2 separate regions of the Gossypium hirsutum genome follow, and region 2 is linked to region 1. The links are chromatin contacts, called in public Hi-C maps. All regions are on one chromosome and are shown on one strand. Each heading gives the region's core, a stretch centred on a gene start, on an enhancer-like site or on the middle of the called end of the contact. The rest is flanking DNA. Distances are from core to core; before and after follow the strand shown. Region 1 has its middle 10 kb from the start of LOC107889356. Region 2 holds the start of LOC107889360 (leucine carboxyl methyltransferase 1 homolog).

Region 1 (3,142 bases), core at 262-2,761:
AAAGAGATCTACAATACATGGAATTCTAGCACAATTTTTCTTTGCCTTTATCACTTAGACCCTCGTTAGCTTCTTAAGCTAAAAGAAAGATACTGATACATATCAGATCATCAATCTATCAAATCTGAATATGCATATAAGAATCAACAACATTGAATCCAGAATCAGGAAATTTCCTTCCTCACACACCATTCTAATATCTATGCATGCAATGCGAAAAACACATAAATGACTTCAATGGTAACCTAAGGGTTCATCAGTAATTACAATTGAGTTGATACTAACGTATAAGTTAGCTAGATACTGCGAACCTTCACTTCGATAAAGTTTTCTAAACTTAAGTTTTTTGGATACTTTGAAAGGAAATCAAGAAAAAAGAAGAAAATGTAAAAGTGTTTCAGAAATACCACCGCTATCCTTATTTACTTAAGTAACGGAGACAAAGATTAGTGAAAAAAATCAGATAATTACACTAATTCTCTTGATTCACGTGATTAAGTGCACTTAATAAAATTTAGGTCTTATTCTCTACAATAGTCTGGTTCTGTTCTAACTAGACCTCAACTTGATTAACCAAACCACCATACTAAAATAATAAACAAATCTAAACAATTGCGAACTTAACGAGTTCGCCCAAAGCATCTGGATGGGCCGGATACTTAAGAAAAGAGTCCGTTGAACCTTAAAACTTGCCAAACTAGGATTTCGCCAAATGACATATTACACAAAATTCTATACTTAGCCAGAACAAATATTTTCTTACCCAAATCTATCCTTAATTTACTATATATACGCCAAATAGTAACCAAATACGGAGACTTCGCCGGGCGGGCTCTTATAGTATATAGAGGATGAGTTGAATACTCTTAATAAAGTTCATTGAATATTATTTAATGTCTGAAGCAATGGGCACAATAAATGAACTCTACCTACATAAACATAAGAAATGATGCCACTTTAACAAAAATTTAAGGGGTTCTCTTGTAAATGTTTATTGGGAATAGGAGAAGCACATGACAGTTTAGTGCTAAAGGTGAAAACTTCTAACAAAATTATAAAATAAGAATTATATGTGATATATCTTCAATTTTAACTCAATGAGTTGTGGTTCAATTTGCAGACACCAACTTCATTAAAGTTCCAAGATATATTCACTAATTGATTGTTCAAGTCGTGAGATACTATATTATATGCATAGTATTTGTTTGTATAAAAGACAATGTCTTACTATATTGTACGCATAATATTTGTTTCTGTAAAAGACAATGTATTGATTTTCTCTGAGCTCAAGTGTAGGCCTTGCACTTTGTACATCTTATTGTATTTTATACTGAGTTAATTTTAATTAATTGTTAATTTTGAATTAAATTGTAATTTAATTTCAAATTTAAAACTCAGATAATTAATAACTGAATATTTAAATAATAATTTCAGCCTGCATGTAATGAGGCTTTATTAGCACATTTGGACCGAGATATCTATCACCAGCCTAATTGCTGAAAAGAACATAAAACAGCCCATTGGTAGCAAGAACTTGAAAATAGTAAGCCTATATTACCTGATCCCTCGACTTTTACAGAAATCGAGCAATGAGCCGAAGAAAGCCCATCTGAAATGCAGGTCGCTGTTTGCTATTTAATTTACAAATGCTAAGACAAGAGTTTATTGCAGAGAGTGATTCTTGACTTACACTTAGCGTGGCCGAAACATCAATGCAAACTTAACTTCCTGAATAAATCTCTCTTTTCTTTTTCCTTCGCCATCCTTTTGAAAATTTACGATTACAAGGGCATGTATGAATTACAAGTACGTGTAAACTAATAATACATAAGGCTCAACCTTTGATGCGCCTCAATGCAAGGTAAGCTAGCAACCTATATCCTACAAACATTAGAAGCAAGATTCCCACACTCAGTTTCGGGCTAATTTGCCCTGCGATGTCTTGATCAATAAACTTGCAGCTAACTCTATTACTTCCATGGTGCAGGCAACCCAACAACGAGGAAATTTTGTTGCCTTGGCTGTATTGGACGTTAACAAACAGCTTGTAGCTGTAATATGTAGTAGAGACGTACTTGATCCATGCCATGCATGCTGGCACCTTATGCACGTAGTATCCTCCTGTTAGAACAAATGCTAGCATTGTGACAGTAACAATGGTTGAAGCCTGTTTGGCATCCATGATTACTGCTCCAAATGCAAGGCCGAGCCCCTGAGAGACGAGCACGTAGCCGAGAAGAACCACCAATGTCAAAAGAAATGCCACCAAATCAGGTTTCAATCCAGCCATCCAGTATGTCACGATAAGGAAAACCGTAGGAAGGATGAGCTCCATTGGGAGATCCCCAATAATCCGCGCCATAAAATAGGAAGAGAGAGTGTACATACCGGAAGCACGCTCTTTCATAAAGATGGCACGTTCTTGGGGAAAGGCAAATACTGCATTAAACGATGGCAAGACACCCCAAAATATGGAAATGAAGAAGAGGAGACCGAGGCGGTCTTGTATGTCTCGATAATCCGAATGCCACCACATTAAACCTGCCAAGATGGAAGCAGTAATTACTTGGAAGACTCTGAGGGTGTTGAAAGATTCATACTTTCTTTCTTTAAGCCCTCTTTGAAGTAGAATCCTGAATTGATAGAACCAAGTAGAGAGGTCAACGCTGCAGCTACTCGTGTGTTGTTTGCAAGAATGGCTCCCAATCAAATGCGAGTCCCTTTCTGAAACAGTGGTGATCTCCATACAAGCATCTCTTACTTTTGGAGCCAACAGGGTATTGTAAGAAGCAATCAGGCTTTGTTTTATGTTTGGTGTCTCTCTTTCGCATACACCATCAAGTTTACACACACCTGAAACATATACAAGGAAATTTAGGATATACTCAATAAGTAATATTCATTTCACTAGTCTTTTTTTTTTTTTTAATGAACCAAAAACACAAACCATCTTGCCTTGGGATACATTGATAGTGAAAAAATCCCTTTGTAAGTTTTTGGTATTCAGTACATATAGGCAGGCACTCATTTACATTATACAAGAAGCACTTAAAATCTTGGCTATATTCGCTAGGAATTCTGTTTCCATACAGTGCACCGACACTACTAGTCATCAAGTACTTATTTGGACCTTATCTTAGAA
Region 2 (3,142 bases), core at 306-2,805, 120 kb after region 1:
AAATATAATTGGAGTCCTCATGTAAGTAAAATTTCAAATCTATCCTACATCTCTATCATATCAATCCAGAATACGATTTTTCATTATTAAACTTTTTTGCATCCAACCAATTATACATCCTAAAAACATTCAAAACTAACATAAAATATAAACTAGTATATGTGATAGCCTATTATCCATAGGCAGGATCTTGTAGTATCCAACATCTATGCACCTTAAATGTTTAATGAAATGGAAGAATTGAATTACACAACTAATTATAAAGCATTGAACATGAAACATAGCACACCAATATTATAATTATATATAGGTGGTACCTGGAGCAAGTGGAAACAGAGGGAAGATAAGGAGAAAGATCAAAGAGCTGAAGAATAGGATGGAACTTCTCTTTGGATTGGCAAAGCTATATGATGACAAAAATCTTCCCCAAAATATTGATTTAACATATTGATATTTCAATATATTATTTTTCCCCAAAATTCTTCCCCAAAATAAATGAATGAATTAAAGAAATGATAAGCGAAAAGAGTTTTCAATTAACATAACTTATAGAAATTACGAAATGAAACAATCTTTTGCACAAGCTCCATATGACAAGGAGAAAGCTATACGTTTATGTGAAATGAAACAATCTATTGCACAAGCTCCAGTAGATCTTCAATTGCAGCCTCTTCACTCTGCATTAGCAAGAAAGTAAATAACATTAACATCCAGATTAATGTCTCGCCATTAAAGATAACCCTACATTACATAACTCATAGAAACTATGAATTGTCTAAAGATTCCTTATATTTCTAACCTGTCGCTTCCCATACTCTTGTGCAATTTCTCCAGCCAAGTTCCTGAGAACAACAATGAAGTGAGAACAAATTTATTCTAGTTATATGTCAACACGAACATGAAACCAATATGTTTATTATAGATTGAAAAATAAAGAAGAAGTAAATTAGTTCCAAAAATAAATTCGCATAGGTGATCTTCTGGTTACAAATTCTAAGTCGGAGCACCAACACAAAGTGGAACTTGAAACCAATATACCAACAAACACAAAAACATTAACACAATCTAAAACCACTCATAAGTTTGACCAGATATAGCTGATGAAGAACTGCTAATACAAAATTTTCACAAAAAGTAGAGTAAATTAGCATGTTATCAAGTCGGACAATGCTCACCTCACATACTCATGCTCTCAGGGCCTACTTTCTGTAACCCAGGATCGGAACCCTGAACTCTCTCTACATATAGCTCCAACTGTTGTTTCAAAGCCAAATCCTCCGCCGACTGCATAAAAAAAAGCCAAGTGTTAAAAAAATCAATACAGTTAACCAAAAAAGCTAAATCCCAAAAAGCCACTCACCAGATCCTCATCATCTTTCTTCTTTTGGTCCTCAGCTGTACAGATCTTAGGAGGATCCGAAGTAGCTACAGGACGGCTTCAGCATATGAGATCGAAAGACATGATTCCCTTCCCCCCCGATAGAAGCAAAAGGAAGAGGCTAGGGTTTTAATTTAACGTTGAAAACGAAATTGGAACAGTCAAATTGCACGCCACGTCTTGATGTACGTGATAATTTTTATATTTATGATTGATCGCACTTGAAAACTAACTATTACCACGATAAAGGCAAGTGCACTTATTGAACAGTAGTATAGCTTATAGCAAGACCGGAATGTCGAACCCACAGGAACTAAAAGTACTAGTATTAACCTTCTTTTTATTATCTAGCCTAAAAATAAAGGGATTTGTTTTATCTAAACTAATTAACTAAACTAAGAATGCACAGGAAGTAAATTGAGGAAATACTTTTGGAAAAACTGATTGATTTAGACAATACCCAAGGAAGAATCCACCTAGACTTCACTTATTATTTGACTCTGAACTAGACGATTTATTCACTTGACTCGATCCGTAGAAATCCCTAATTTATATTATTATCTCTCTCGAGACTAACAACGTCTAACCCTAGGTTGATTAATTGAAATCTCTTTCTAATTAAAACCCTTAGTGTTGCATTAACTCGATCTATGGAGTCCCTTATTAGGTTTGACCCTAATCCGGTAGATTTATGTTGCCCTATGTCTAGGGGTGTAATCAAATTCGCTTAATTATGCTAGATCTTCTCTTAGACAGGGACTTTTGCTCCTCTGAATAAGCACATCAATACTTGAATCAATATCCTGGAATGTTAAAGCAAGAATTAAGAACACATAATTAAGAACAAATCAAGTATTTATCATATAATTCAGAAAATATTAACAAGATCCGTCTTAGGTTTCATCTCCCTTAGGTATTTAGGGAATTCAGTTCATATGTGTAAAAGAAAACATCTCAGAAGAATAATAATAACAAAACATAAAGAAACCCAAAAACCCCTGAAGGAAATTGAAGGGAGATCTTCAGTCTTGAAGGAGAATCTGGCTTCTGAGATGGATCAATCGGTTTTCTTCGAGTAATTCTTTGCCTTCCACTCCGTGTGTTCACCTTTAAGTGCCTCCTCGGGTGTTTATATAGGCTTTTGAATGCTTCAAAACCCTCAAAAGTGACCTTTTCCGAGTAGAACTAGACTTGGGCTCGACAGGGACACGGCCGTGTGCCACGCCCGTGTGGGGTGGCTTAGGCCGTGTTAAAGTCTGCTAAATAGACACGGGTGTGTGGTCTACCCGTGTGAGGAAGTCCAGGCTGTGTTGATTTCCCACGTTGACTCATTTTCTCCGTTTTTGGCCCTTTTCTTGCTCTTTTTACTTTCCTATGCTCACCTAAGTATAAAACATGAAATCAAAGGATTAGGAGCATCAAATTCCACAAATCTAATGATAATTCATCCAAAAATGTGCTAAGCATGGGGTAAAAATATGTATAAATTACGACTTATCACATCTCTTCCGTTGGCTGAGATTAAAGGTAGGTAGGCATGAAATCTTCAAGAGAGAATTTATGAGAAAAGGGATTTTGATCGGTGAAACCAAAGGGAATAGAATCAAGGTTTTTAGCAGCGTAAAATTGGGGATTTAGGGGAGGGGTGAAAATAAAACAGCGTCATTTCGATGGAAAGTTTTTTGCGAAATTTTTACAAAAACGCCACTATATCTCAACTTTTTGCGGCGTTTTTCCCAAAAAATGCCCCTATTGCTCAATTTT

Evidence for each region. A called contact is a pair of places that touch in the nucleus more often than the background predicts.
Region 2: a Hi-C map of leaf shows a contact between it and region 1, with 2.9 times the contacts expected there. The contact joins the promoter of LOC107889360 here to the enhancer-like site in region 1. A contact is called at or near these places in 4 of 34 Hi-C or Micro-C datasets (callus, hypocotyl and leaf).

Annotation. Positions count from the first base shown.
Region 1 is chrA09:69,460,255-69,463,396 of Gossypium_hirsutum_v2.1, forward strand. It overlaps the pseudogene LOC107889357. Among protein-coding and RNA genes, the nearest start is that of LOC107889356, 10 kb to the left of the region's middle. Within about 2 kb of position 1,512, at least 1 of the 9 cell types and tissues checked has an H3K27ac peak or open chromatin away from gene starts, as enhancers often do. A contact at or near this core is called in leaf, where this site is marked.
Region 2 is chrA09:69,578,093-69,581,234 of Gossypium_hirsutum_v2.1, forward strand. It overlaps LOC107889360 (leucine carboxyl methyltransferase 1 homolog), which reads right to left and starts at 1,556. Exons shown (of 9, transcript XM_016813752.2): 1 at 1,361-1,556; 2 at 1,176-1,284; 3 at 800-842; 4 at 612-677.